Linked DNA regions of Mus musculus: all the other regions are linked to region 3. Evidence: chromatin contacts called from public Hi-C and HiChIP or PLAC-seq data. All regions are on one chromosome and are shown on one strand. The core of a region is the stretch at or near the end of the contact, and the rest is flanking DNA. Distances in the headings are between cores, read along the strand shown.

Region 1 (3,506 bases), core at 694-3,193, 210 kb after region 3:
AGTTGAGTCATAACTGAAGGTGAAGGGAGTCTTGAATCAAGGTCATTTAGACTTAATATCTCTGAGGATTTTACAGCTGTAATTTCAGATACAGAAGAGAAACCGTAGCTCAAAATGCACCTAGAAGAAAAAAAGAAAACACACGTAAAGAGGTTATGCATATTGATGCCTGCTCTAGCCATTAAGCCGTGGCCACAAGATAATTCTTAAGGACTGAAGGGAAAAATAAAAGAAGTTATTCTGACTTTTGAATTAATTGGTTATTCTGGTTCCAAGGTCACTTGACCTGTCAATCAAATACTACCAGGATCTCAGTGGTTCATTACAATGGAACTTTACATCTCAAACGTAAGAGTCAAATAACAAAATGCTGAGTGTTCTCAGCATATAACTTTCAGAGAGCAGAGTCATAATCAAATCTCCTCAATGTTCTCAATGTCCTCAATGCCCCAATAGCCTTTCTATGCTATTTTCACTGAGCCTATACTTGGAAGAATGCCAGGTTCTTTTATTTCATCTTGGTCCTTCTGTGTCTTTTTAAGAGACATCTTACTGTTCACTCTTTTTTTCTGATTATGAAGTAGCTGTCATCACTTACTAACTTGTACGAAAGTTAGAAGTAAAAAAGTACTAGGAAACTGAGCCCAAAGCACCCCTAGGTCTTCATCTCAGACAGTCACAGTCACTACTTGTAGACTATTACCATATAAACTCAGCACACAAAGGTTTATCCTACAGGAGTCCTCATGGCACTGTTGGGAGACCTGGAAGTCTCCATCCCTTGCAGAATACTTGAAGAAATATGCTGGAAATAATTTCCTGGGCCACTTGCCAGGACTAATACATCAGAACTGCTATGTGTGAGGCTCAAGAATTGATCATTTTAACATTTCTCATGAAGCCCACTTGGTCCAGTTCCAAAGATATATACCGGGGGCAGTTGACATTCAGGGTTATTGATTTCTTACCACTCACATGCAGTACTTAATCCAGCTACAATCTCTGTAGCTCCCACCACCGCCAGATGACTGAAATGTGACCAGCAATTTCATCCACCCATGCTGCCTCTGTCTTGAGTTAAGTTGGGGCTCCTAATGACAGGGGAATAAAAGCCACCTCCCCGAGGCACCATGGGATGCTGTCCTGCCTAGAAAGGTACTGTTGAGATGTAGTTCACGTGACATCATTACACTACCCAATATCATCCACTGCCATCATGCTGCAGAGACAAAGGATAACATAGAGAGCATCTGAAGTGTATGGTGCTCTGCCTCCTCTGTGTGCCTTACACAAGAGGAAGATATACCCATAGGTGCCTGTGGTGGTGGCAGCTGGAGACACCTTACATTGTCTTGAAGAACGTCATGGTGATATGGTATCTAATGCGTAGAGTGTCCCGTATACTCAGCCTGGTTGTAGCCACCAGCGGCCACGGGTTACTGGGTTCCTGAAAGGAAAGCTGGGGGTAGATGGGAAGGACAGTGAGAGAAATAACGAGCCAAGACAAAGTTCTCTGATCAAGATTCAACTTTAATTTTTGAGTCTGAATTTTTAAAGGGGGGAAACCTATCCCCCACTTTGTCAGGAAAACAAGCTCAGCTGCTCAGCAGGTAGTGGCTTCTTGCAGGAAGCTGCAGATGTGACAGGACAATAGACTTTACCTAGGTCAGAAGACTCCACTCTAGGTAGGATAGCCGACTGTGGCAGACAAGGTCTGATTCAGCCCACTCAAGGTTGCAGGGAGGGCACACCTAGTGAGGCTGATCTGTTCACAAATGCCAGGAGTGTGTAGAAGCCCTGCATCAGCCCTCGCCTCTTTTGTAGCCTCTTCCCCTTCACAGTAATGGCCGTTCTCAATTTTCTCCTCTGCAGAACACATCAATCCCACTGCCACACCAGACACTACTTGATGGCTTGGAGGAGGGCCAGGCTGGCCGGCTTCCAAGTGGCGTCGGATTTTATGCAAGTATGGAACCTACATGGAGTCTGCTGAGCCACAGAGATCCAAGCGCTGTTTGTGCCAGCTCACACTCTGCATTAATCTGACTCCGATACCAACCCCCCTAAGCCAGTGGACTAACATCGCCAGCGTCAGCATGGTGTCCTAGTGCTGGTATCGTTTCACTCAAGGCTGCTCCATTATGTGTCTATCTAACTCCAAGGAGAATCTGCTTGGGTTAAGTGTAGCTCTCAAAGGAAAAGCAACCACATTCACCATCTATATAATCTCTCTGGGGCAAAGACAGTTCCTTTTCTTTATGTGATGGGGGAGTTGTCTAAAACGAGTGTTTGCGGGTCTAGAAATAAACTCGTAGTCCTCCTCCCTGTAAATTCAATCCTTTTACAGTGCTTGAATGTGACATAAGCAACGGTCCTTAAGCTGCTTGAAGTAACATTTCTTAACATCTCAGAGGCGGCTCTTTCAGCGGGTGGTTGGGATTTCAGGTTTCCACGAGGCCAGAGCATTTCCCAGGTGAGGTGGATGCTTGTGCTGCTGTGGTGCATGAGGTCTGTGTGGTTGGTGCAAGGCAGATTTCTTAGTATTGAACACTTAATAGGAATATGATGTTTGCATTAAGTTTTATATTCTCTCTCTCTCTCTCTGTGTACGTGTGTGTGTGTGTACATGTGTGTGTGGCTCATGTGCTATGGCCTGTGTGTGGAGGTCTAAGGACAGCTTTCAGGAGTTATCTTTCTACCATTGGGTTCCCAAGATTTGGCTAGCATTCTCCAGCTCGGACACAATTGTCTACCTGCTGAGCCACTGTAGTGACCTACCATTTGCTCCTGAGTTTTGAACTTGGGAGATTTAAGGTGCATTTTGGAATTCTGTGGGAGTGGTAGCATCGTCCCTCAGGTCTGAGGCTGAGCACTTTACGAATAGGAATCTCTGCTCCCTATCCCAGAGGCAAAGAAGATAGCTGGGTCCCGTGTAGTAAAATGAGAGCACTTCTCCAGTGGACTCCTGGGCTGTTGTCTACGATACCATTAACAGAAGCCTTGGGATGAGTCTAAGCAGCGTCAACACCTTGGCCTGCCAGTGTAGACAAGTCATCTGTGACACTGCCCAAGATGAGACAGAGTAAGAAAGGGAAAGTCAAACACTCAGTGGAGTAGACATTTAGAAACCTTTCGGTGGCTGCAAAACAGGCCTTTGTCTGGGACGCTGTGGAAACTAGATGAGAATGTATTCATGAAAATGGCACTGTGTTCTCTGGCAGAGCAGTGAATCCAGACAGCTGAGATGCCTGCAGAGGGGAAGAGGGAGAGCTCAGGCTTTCAATCACTCTGAGCTGCAGTTCGGCAAAAATTAAAGGCCCTGTGCAGCTCCTTCAAGTGCTTTGAAAACCAAACCTTGACAGATTCTCATGTTTTCCCCAGTAGGATCAGACAAGCGACGCGGGCCTCTTGCTCTGTCTTATGCATTGCTAAGGGACAATAAAATTGGTAGTTTTGGTTCAGTGGCTTGGGGAAAAGAAAATAAATAAATCACCAGTTTCATAGTG
Region 2 (3,423 bases), core at 798-3,297, 250 kb after region 3:
AGAACTCTTATTTGTAGTTCGAGGAACACTAACTTTTAAATTACATGTAAGAAACTGCAGGAATTACTCTATCAGAACAGCCAAAATGAGTGTTTCTCTAGAGGGCCAGGCAACATCAAAGGTCAACAGAAATGGTTCCCCTGTTAGATACCATTGTGGGTGTGGGTCTAGCCTGGTCACCCTGCTTGTGAGAAACTGGTTACTGAGCAGGGAGTGCCTATGATCAGGGTGACTTCCATACTGAGCAGCCTGTTCTGGTGCACTGAGCAAGGGAAGAGCGACTAGGTTTAAAGGCAGAAATCATATCCATGGCAACAAGCTTGCCAACATTTTGCTTTTCTTCCATGAAGGCCCATGGACATTGCTGCACTCTAAAATCCTGATGACAATCTTGGATGGAAAGCAATTCTGTAGGTTCCTGGATTCCAACTTTCAACTCTTCTGGGCCAGGACAGTCCATTGATGCTAAAAAGCATCCACAGATAGCAATTCCAATGTCAACAGTAACCAGTGTCACTTAAATAGCAAGCATACATATGCATGTAGGGTGCCACACCATATGTGCATGTTTACTGCTTTGTTTACTCAATCATCCTATTATTTAAAATGCATTGATGTTATTTTTCCGCCATGCACTACTCTCGCTAACTCTTCAACTGCTGCACTTTAAATAACTTTAGAAATGTCTACAAAGTTCTAGTGAGCATTGCTTATCAGTTAAAACAAGCTGTATGTATTAAGCAGTATTCTTTCATAAACTCCCATATCTTAAAAAAAAATTGTCAGAAAATGTAACATTCTGTTCTTTTTTGTTGTTGTTTTTTGTTTTTTGTTTTTTTTTTTGTTTGTTTGTTTTGTTTTTTGAGACAGGGTTTCTCTGTGTAGCCTTGGCTGTCCTGGAACTCACTCTGTAGACTAGGCTGGCCTCAAACTCAGAAATCCACCTGGCTCTACCTCCCAAGTGTTAGAATTAAAGGCATGTGTCACCACTGCCCAACCGTAACATTTTGTTCAGGATTTTATTTTATTTTATTTTTTTACTCTATGGATGTCTCCAGCAGGTGTTCGGAGGTGATACAAAGTAGTCCTTGTATTTAGGTAATTAGGACAGCACCACTGCATTTCAGCTGCATTTCTTTTTACCTCTCGACTCTTTTTCTGTTTCATAAACATCTATTTTAGCAATTGCAACAATAGTTAACATCCCAATATAAATGGGAGAAACCTCACAGGACCCACCCACTAGACTAAGAGCTGAAACAATTAACAACTGCAGAGAGAGGGGAAACAGTCTTCCCAGGGAGGAGACCCCTGGTCTGTTTTCCAGACCATACGGTCAGCACTAAAAATATGCACAGGCAGGCAACACTGCCTGGACACAGGAGGTTGTATAGTATATATTCTTTTATATGTATCTGTAACAACAATGTTTAAAGAAGAGAATGCTGTGAATCTGGGAGGTACAAGAGGGAAAGGAGGGAAGAGAAGGAGGGAGAAATGTTTTAACTATACTTTAATAAAAAGTTATTTGGAAAATGTAAAATAAAGACTATCAAAAATTTTGAATTATTAAACACACTCATATATTTGACAAAAACCCCAATTGTGTGTTTACATGTATTAAAAAAAAAGTAAAAGCTATGCAGAAGACAAAAACCAAAATTGTTGGTGGTTAAAGCCCTGTGTGCCTCCGTAGAATGCCATGGTCACAGTGCAGAGGACTTAGTAACGAGCTTCATTCTTTGTTATTTCATTTTTGCACAGTAGCCTGTAAGAAAGCAAACACGTCATTTACGTAGAAGGACAAGATCTGCGATCTGATAGCCAGCCATCTTTACTGATTCATCCGTGGAAAGAAAGTTTAAAATTAGACAAAGGGTTCACACCAGGACTTTGATATATTGCTGCTTGAAAAATCAATTTTTCTGAGTCATTAAATCACAGACCTTTCTCGCTTGTTTTTTTAGAAACTTAGAGGTGCTTTCCCCATGACTCTCATTTAGTGAATCATCTCCTGGCAAAAATTTGGCATTTCATACGTACGGAGCTCAAATGACGTCCAATAGAATTTATTACACATTTCACACAGGCAGTAAGTTGAATAAAGCAAGAGGCACCCTACACTCATGGGAACCAAGGATCAGAAATACAGTTGTTTGTCTATTTGTCTGACATTATTTCCATCTCCTGGCTTCTTCCTTTTGGCTTTTTAGCACTAATTAATTCAGAGAGCAAAAGATAAAGATGGCTTTTGTGTTCAGGGAGGGGTGATCTGACTTTCACAGTGATAGCCACAAAGAACAGATCAACATTTCAAAATAGAAAAATGAACTAAATAGAATAGTTTTTATGTTATTTTATGGAGAAATATACTTCCATGCCTCATCTTTAAAAATGTTTTATATCTTACACAAACTTTCATCACCAAGTTTTACATATTTTACACATCTCTATCAGGATCTTAATTCATTCTACTGACTAATATTTTATAGTTACATTTTAAGCAACAAGTATTCTTCCAAAATTATATTTTTTTCTCATTTCTTTTATCCATAAATCTTGAACTAAAAATAATAATTTGGTTTGAATCCTAAGGTGTTTTTACTTCTCCAACTAGCATATTGCACATCTTTTGAATATTACATATTTCTTTTCTCATTACTATAAACAGATATCAGGTTACAGCACAGAGGTGCCTGGTGGGGAAGACTCGCTGCTTTGGAAGACTTGGTCAAGGCTCCGTCAGGACCTGGCAAAGCTGACTTTCTTCTTTTTAAGCCCTTTTGGTGTAGTTTAGGAACCCAGATCATGAGATATTGCTATGTACACTCAAGAGTGCGTCTTCCTGCCTACTTACCCCTCTCTAGCCCACTTCCGTAGGCACATCCAGAATGGCATTTTATTAATTCCCTGTGTGTTTCTTACTCTAATCAAATTAACAATTCAAATTCACTACCACAAATAGGAAACAGGATTCACATTTATTATATGACTATAGATTTTGTTTGATTTTTGTGTGTGTGGTGTTTGTATGTGTGTATAATTACTTATTTCTTATTTTCTGTTTTCTTTTTGAGCAACGCACTATATGGCTTGTTTTAATTCAATGATTCTCAGCCTGTGGGTCACAACCCTTTGTGGAGGTGGTGAGGTTGAATGTCCCCTTTATAGGGGATGCCTAAAACCATCTGCATATCAGATATTTACGTTACAGTTCATAACAGTAGCAAATTTACAGTTATGAAGCAGTAAGACAAATAATGTTGTGGTTGGAGGTCACCAACCACATGAGGAACTACATCGAGGGGTGGCGGCATTAGGAAGGCTGGGCACCACTGTTGTGTCTCCGCTCATTAGGTGGCTACTGATGGTCAGCTGTCTTCAGGAGAGGAATCAACTTTACATGAGCCCTTGTTGCTTGGG
Region 3 (3,525 bases), core at 538-3,037:
ATTTATTTATTTATATTTTTATTTTGTTTTTTTGAGACAGGGTTTCTCTCTTTGTAGCCCTGGCTGTCCTGGAACTCACTCTGTAGACCAGGCTGGCCCCGAACTTAGAAATCTGCCTGCCTCTGCCTCCCAAGTGCTGGTCACATTTATTTGTAACCAGAAGGTTCACTGGGAATAGCTGCTTCATGACAGTCTTTGACACTGAATGAGTCCTGTGTTGAAAAGGTAAGAGTCAGGGAGATTAACCTTTCCCTATGTCTCTTCCAGGGCACTCTGGATGTATAGCTGCAGGGCACAGTGACTAACGCAGAGCTTAGAGCAGTGTTGGGGGAACCACAGAGTCTCCTTATAGGTCTTTTTCGGGGGTGGGGATGAGGGTGGGGGTAGGGAGATCTCTCTTCCTCTTATTCTCTTCCCCCCAACTCCTTTCTTAGTCCGTCCTTACACAGCCAGTGGAATGCTCTTGCTGTGTCTCAGTCACTGTGCTCCGTGAAAGTGCCTATGTTCAGGAAGAGAATAACCTGACTCAGCCATGAGTGACAGGCCACTAGCTAGATGTCATGGCTGCTTTAATCTCTTCTTTCTTTACCTGGATGCCTCCCAATGAGCTGGTCAGCTTGTCATATCCTATGCTCCCTGGACCAATCGCTGTGTGTGATTGCATGTGGGATGTGAGATTTCATGGGTGTCCACGGGGCTAAGAGTGGGGAGGAACACAGAGATGCCTTCGCTCGGTATGTGAACAGCAGGGAAGAAGATCTCACCATTTTACATCTGCACCCAGTCACCTCTCAGGGAAGTGGGCCTAAACACAGCTCATGCCAAGCCGACCACACATACCTTGTTTTCATGCACGCCTCCCATCTTCTGTGCCTTGCTGGTCATCTGGCAGACATTTGTGTGTGTGTGTGTGTGTGTGTGTGTAACTATTAGCATGCTTTAATTCAACTTTTCTTAAGTTCCACTGATCACCTCCAAAAGCCACGTGAGAAATCACTGGTGAGAGACATACTGGAGAAATGACAAATCTTTTAAATTCAAACTCCATTTTAGAGAACCTAACCTAAGTTTGAACTCAGGTAAACTAGCAGGCTGGTACCTAGCATTAGTTTCCAAGTTGCCCCACCCAACAAAACCGGAGCCTAGCTCCAGTCTCTAGGCTAATCTCCAACAAGACCAGCGTTTCCAGGTTACACCATCAACAAGACCGAGGTCTCCAGGTTTTTTCCCCAACAAACCTGCACCCCCCCCCAGGTTACAAGCCCACCCCTTGCCTAACAACCACCAATGCAGAGGGGAGCAGAAGTTAACTTTATGATATGACTCCCAGCACCAACCAATTATGTTAAAGGCCACAGGAGCTTTCCAATTAGATGCTTGCACATGTACTCCCTGCTTGCTGCTTACTATAAAGTCTTGCCCTATAGACATTCGGGGATCCTCCCCAAAAAAACTTTCTCTGTGACAGCGGTGCGTTGGGGGTGTGTGTGTGGGGTGAGCTAGCTTGAATAAAGACCCTGCTGTGAGTTGCATCAAATTGGCTTCTGTCTGGTTTTCTTTTTTGGGGGAGGGGGGGCGAGGGGGTCACTGTTTCCCTGGCACTACACTGGAGTGTGCTCATCCTGTTTTCTGGAAGCAATTTAGAATTCTTGAACAAGTACCTGAGGTCAGCTGCTGCAATATGAACAAGGGTGAATCGTTTTTCTACACAGAGACCACAGGACCGTGAGAGAAAACCAAACAAAAACTGAAACCCAGTTGGTGCAAACCAGAGACACTGGGGGGCGCTATTTCTCTACCCAGGCTGCCAGTGAGCGGCTGGACTCTGAGCTTTGGAGCACTTTCTTCCTTTCTGCAGTTTCCACTCTTGTCTGGGGGCTCACAGGTGTCTGTCGTTCTTCACACCTGACACGCTTACTCCCACAAGCTAAGATCTCTTCACCCAAAAAAGGCGCCTGGCTAACCTGTGACTTTATTTTAGGGGGAATTTCATGCACCAAGCTCTGGAAAGGAGAGGAAAGTCTGGGCGTCACGTCACTTCCAGACATCTGCCCACACCCAGGAGTCTCGAGTGGATGGATATGACCGTCCTCATAGCTTGCTCTTCACTGATGAGGAGACATGTGTGGAACCCACCTGGGCAGGAGTGACCCTCGGGAGTGGCTGAGATCTCAGAGGACTATGGGGTTGGGGATCTAGGTGTTTGGGGCTCATGAGTGGGACTCACGGGGCAGGGAGGTTTCGAGTTTTTGTTTTTGTTTTTCCCAAAGCACAACTCCTCTGGACTCTTCTGAGAAGAACACAAGGCATTTAGACGTAAAGATACTCCATCCACAGCAACTAAGAAATAGATTAGGGACAAAGCACCAACGTTTTACAGCTTAGGAAATGGGGTTTCTGGGGTCTCTTGGAAGGGGCCTCGAAGGTCGGCAGTTGGGTGATATTTCTAGATCACTTCCAGCTGTCTTCCCCTTGGCACCTTGATATTAGTTGTAAGCACAGAGGCAGCTTAATATTTTATTTGTAAGTAGAAGTGGGTGGGAAAGTTATTCTTCCTTGGAAAGAATTGTTGAAAGGAGAAGGGTGGCATTTTCCATGAGTTGTAGGAAAATGGTTCCCTTAGCCTCACTACCAGGGACTTCAGGTCAGAGAGTTTCACCACTGGCCTCCAGGCGGCGCCATCGCCTCAGCGCAGCTCCATGGTGACTTCGCAAGACTGCAAATTAGAAGGTAATTAATAGAAGAGACTTTTAATTGTTTCTACATTCTGGAAATGAAACAGTTTTCCTTTGAAGAAAATCTAAAACTTAGTGTTGAGGGGAGTAGCTGAAACTCTTTCCTAAATTTAGATATTCCCAAAGTGTTTACAATTACTACATATTGTTTAGAGTGAGCCCAGGATTCATTATCTATTAAGTGATTTGCAGCAGGCCTTCTTTAAATGACAACTTCTTAACTTCTTTTCATTTATTATAACATGCCACAGTTTTATTTGAATATAAACAACACATTACATGATATACTTTTGTTCCAAACAGCATACTAAGTGATGGCTTTCCCTCCCGGCCTTCTTCCCCTCCCCCATCTCTAATGTCAGCTTTGCTAGCCGGGGCCCCTCCAGCAGTAGCTTCAAATCCCGGGCCTCTCCAGCAGTAGCTTCATTTCCCTTTCCTACCACACTCATTTTCCTGCCCTCTCTTTCTTTCCCTCTTTCCTGACATCTTCCTTTCCCTCTTTCCTGCCCCTTTTTCTAGTTTAATGATTTATACCCCCTCACAAATTTCTACATGAATATAAAATTTAAAATACAGAATAGGCATGTGAGATGCTTATTACATAATATCTGTCTTTCTGAATGTGTATTATTTTTTAAAATTATAATAGATTTCAGTCTACCCATCTTAATAATGATTTTAGATTTCTTTACGGCTGAATAAAATTTTATTGTGTGTGTGTGTACCATGTTTTATTTGTCCATTCATTTATTGAAGGGAATCTGGGCTTATAGCATGACTTTTGGACCCA
Region 4 (3,693 bases), core at 289-2,788, 230 kb after region 3:
CGGCCTTGGGAACACTGCACCCTGGTGTTTATGGAAAACCTGAGGCCTGAGATGGACTTAGTGATGACTTAATGATTCCTTAGTGCTAAGGGTTGTGGCAGAGGGGGAAGCATGTGGTATTTAAAGGTAGTCCATTCATGGACTTTCCTTAGAACGGGGCAGCAAAGTCCTGCTTCCGAAGTCTCAGAGGCACCTGCATACCAGGCGTTACGTTAGACACCTTTCCAACCACAGTCTAATTTGCCTCACTAGCCCTAGAGGTTCAGGGGGTTCCAATTTTAGCCTGAGATGTCTGTCTAATGTCCTACTGAGTTATTGTCCAGCTGTTATGATGCTTCACATTCCTTCAGTGTGAAGCCCATGTGCACGATGCTGTACTCTATGACCCTGGATTGATCAAGACTCTTGGATGCTAAGCATTGAGCTCAGTGGTGTGGTACTGAGGAGGCCCTCACCTGTCCCTGTGGAGCTTAAAGGGAGCTTAAAGGACACTACACACACCGTTAACATGTAGCACCATGACTGGGAAGGAATAGGGAAAAATGCCCTGGGATCTGGTAGGAGCAGGTCTTGCTAATCATCACCCTTAAATTCTCAAACAGAAATTCTCTCTTGCACTTCTGATGCACAGATCTGAGCATCTGTCTGTGAGCTTGGGGGAGGCAATGAGCAATGCCATTCAGTTCTTGTGTTAGTTTGTTTTCTCACTGTTGTGACCAAATGCCTGACGAGACACAGTTTAAGAAAGAAAAGGTTTGTTGCGGCTTGCAGTTCCAGGAGAAGATAGTCTGCCATGGTGGGAAAAGCACAGCACAACAGCAGGATGGGGAAAGGGGGTGGGGTGGGGAGTGCCAGCTGGTCACATCACAATCTATATTGGTTATCTGTCTACAGAAAGTGTGATCAGCTTATACAACCACAAGCCTTCCCCATTTTGTGCAGGAAGGCTCTCCCTCCTGAAGGTTTTAAAAACTTTCAGAACAGGGTCCTTGACACAAAAGGGGCTGACGAAGGCTACAAACATTGGGTTTGTGCCTGAGCTTAATTAAATGAACCAAGTAGGCTCCTAAGCTCTTCTGTTAAAGTAAGTTCTTGTACGTGACACACAGGATTCTTGACACAAGTCTGGAACTTTCAATTTCACCCTAAATTATACCCTAACAAGAGGAATTTAGTAACAATACTATTCATTTTTGTGACCCCGGTAATAGGGCATCCAAAATGTGCCTGTTCTTCATGCTCGTGAACTATTTGGATTCTTTCTTGACATGTCATGCCACTATGGGAAAAAAATGTTATTTCCTGAATGTAAGGCTATAGTGTTACTTTGAGTGGGAACTTGTAATTACTCTCAAAATCAGATGATTGGCGGTCATCCCTCTCCTCCCCAATGCTGTGTCCTTACCATAACTGCTCATGCTTGTTCCACTACTCATCAGTGCCCACACACTGTCTTCAGCGGAAGCTGAAGACAATCTACCCTCAATTGAGGCTCAATTAGCACCGCCTAGAGTCCCAAAGCACCCTCTCGCCAGCACGAGTGCTGGCTGCAGCTGGCCATTACTTCCACGAAGATGCCCCAATGGAAATTAGGAATGAGCCATACAGCCAAGAGTTTCAAATTCCACCATCCCTAAAATGTGATATCATCTCCTCGTGGGAGCTGTGACTTCAGAGTCCCTACAAGCGTTCTCACGTCCTCCCCGGATCATGCCCAGCACTCCAGCTTGTTGCAGCTGCCTTTCCTTTTACACCCCTATTTACTCCCAGCCATGTTGTGTCTCTTGCTCACATTTTCCAAACTCTGAGCTCTCTTTCCCACCATTGCTGATGTGCTCTGGGACATTGCTGGTCATAGACTCTTCCTTTGACCTCTCTAATCAGTGGTCTTTGATGGGTTTTGATGACTGTTGTAATTGGCGTTGTTTATTTTTCCTACTGGTTTACACAGATTGTCTTGTGGCTTCTGTTGCCTTTTACAACCTTTATCCACTTTTATGTCTGTTTCAAAGCCGCATGGACAGGACCTGTCTCCGGGCAGAGCAAACAAGCAGGTTGCAATGAGATAATGGTGAATGAAACCACATGGGATGTGACAACTGTCTTGCAGGCAAATTCCCTGCACCAAAGAGTTAAGGCAAGGAGAAACATCTCAAAATCAGCATGGATCCTTTCTAAATCGCAGGCCCTTTAAATAGACACGATCCAAATAGTTTTTGGGTTCAGATGGATTATTGGGGTCAGCCTTTGTTCTGTTTTGTGTCATTTTCTTGGGGAATTTTTTGTTGTAAAGGATGTTAGAGCATTGTTCTCTCAAATGGATGCAAATCATCTGTTTATTCATTCATTCCCTTCATTCATTCATAGCATGTGCACCGTGCACCTGCTCTGTCCCAGGCATTGGTCCAGCTTCTAGGGATATGGCAGCAAATGAAGCACCCACAGCCTCCACACCCTCACCACGGGGAGGATAAAAATCTAGAAAACAAATAAATGTAAAACCCAGAGGGCAAAATGGAAACTGGGTGGTAGTGCAGGGTGGCTGGGAGCTGCCTATGGTGGCCGGAATGCAGGAGTTCTCTCTGAGGGCCATCTATGGAGGCTGAAGACAGAACAAAGGAGAGGCACTGATGCAAGCCCAGAGTTAGAACAAAGTCTGTGCAGAAGACTGGCCCGAAGTACTTAGTCACTCAGATACTCTATAATTTTGAAATTTATCTAGAGAAACAAAGGAAAAGTTGCATGGTTGGCAGGCAAAAATATAAAGGGCTCAAAATCCTCTCTATATATTTCAAGGCAAAGACCACAGGATGTAGACGTAGAGTCAGAATGAGCACTATAATTCTTCACTTCTCTGTGTTCGAAATATTCTTTGAATTGCTGTATGAAAAATTACCTACATAGACCAGGATCTTACACTTGTCAAGTTGAATGTTGTTAAGATAGTTTTGGAGTAAGAGAAACAGGCCCCAACTTGGGCAGATGTCTACTGCTCAGGTACAGGCCACACCAGTCAGAAGAATAGGTGAGTGGTCCTCCTGCCCATGGAACTGCCCCACTCCCTAGATTTAGTCCCCCCAAAACTCAGTCACTGCCACCTCCACCTTTCTTCCCTGCAGTCCTCTGTGCTGCTCTGTGCCCACTCCCAACTAGGACAGACTTCCCTGCTCAGGTGCCCGTTACACCAGTCAGAGCAACAGGTAAGTCAAGGATAACAGTATAGATAAGCAACACCCAAAAATTCTATCAGGAAACTCCTACAGCTGATAAATACAAGATAACTCAAAAACATCACTAGCCTTCTTATATACAAATGACAAACTGGCTAAGACAGAAATCAGGGAAACAACACTCATCACAATAGCCACAAATAATATAAAATATCTTGGTGTAATTCTAAGTTAAGTGAAAGATTTATATGGCAAGAACTTCAAGTTTCTGGAGAAATATATTGAAGTAGATATCAGAAGATGGAAAGATCTCCCATTCTCATGGATAGATAGGATTAACATAGTGGAAATGGCCATCCTAATAAAAGCAATCCACAGATTCAGTGAGATCCTCATCAAAATTCCAACAAAATTATTTACAGACCCTGAAAGAGCAATTCTCAACTTCATATGGTAAAAGAAAAAAAAACCCAGGATAGCTAAAACAATCGTATACAACAAATTTCCAGTGGTATCACCATCC

What was found. A called contact is a pair of places that touch in the nucleus more often than the background predicts. HiChIP or PLAC-seq counts read pairs in DNA pulled down with a chosen protein or histone mark.
Region 1: a contact with region 3 is called in an H3K27ac HiChIP or PLAC-seq map of VIP interneurons, with 4 times the contacts expected there. The contact joins two enhancer-like sites. A contact is called at or near these places in 4 of 484 Hi-C or Micro-C datasets (cerebellum, myocytes and uterus), 1 of 115 datasets of contacts at active chromatin or transcription factors (VIP interneurons) and 1 of 9 other capture datasets (embryonic stem cells).
Region 2: a contact with region 3 is called in a Hi-C map of muscle stem cells, with 3 times the contacts expected there. The contact joins two enhancer-like sites. A contact is called at or near these places in 11 of 484 Hi-C or Micro-C datasets (cerebral cortex, cortical neurons, embryonic stem cells and 6 more) and 1 of 115 datasets of contacts at active chromatin or transcription factors (embryonic stem cells).
Region 4: a contact with region 3 is called in a Hi-C map of muscle stem cells, with 3 times the contacts expected there. The contact joins two enhancer-like sites. A contact is called at or near these places in 6 of 484 Hi-C or Micro-C datasets (cerebellum, muscle stem cells, nephron progenitors and 2 more).

Annotation. Positions count from the first base shown.
Region 1 is chr13:69,250,963-69,254,468 of GRCm38.p6, reverse strand. No RefSeq gene overlaps it. Among named protein-coding and RNA genes, the nearest start is that of Gm35444, 39 kb to the left of the region's middle. Within about 2 kb of position 1,943, at least 13 of the 459 cell types and tissues checked have an H3K27ac peak or open chromatin away from gene starts, as enhancers often do. A contact at or near this core is called in VIP interneurons, where this site is marked.
Region 2 is chr13:69,208,600-69,212,022 of GRCm38.p6, reverse strand. No RefSeq gene overlaps it. Among named protein-coding and RNA genes, the nearest start is that of Gm26844, 69 kb to the right of the region's middle. Within about 2 kb of position 2,047, at least 1 of the 459 cell types and tissues checked has an H3K27ac peak or open chromatin away from gene starts, as enhancers often do. A contact at or near this core is called in muscle stem cells, where this site is marked.
Region 3 is chr13:69,459,398-69,462,922 of GRCm38.p6, reverse strand. No RefSeq gene overlaps it. Among named protein-coding and RNA genes, the nearest start is that of Gm35514, 66 kb to the right of the region's middle. Within about 2 kb of position 1,787, at least 9 of the 459 cell types and tissues checked have an H3K27ac peak or open chromatin away from gene starts, as enhancers often do. A contact at or near this core is called in VIP interneurons and muscle stem cells, where this site is marked.
Region 4 is chr13:69,228,551-69,232,243 of GRCm38.p6, reverse strand. No RefSeq gene overlaps it. Among named protein-coding and RNA genes, the nearest start is that of Gm35444, 62 kb to the left of the region's middle. Within about 2 kb of position 1,538, at least 2 of the 459 cell types and tissues checked have an H3K27ac peak or open chromatin away from gene starts, as enhancers often do. A contact at or near this core is called in muscle stem cells, where this site is marked.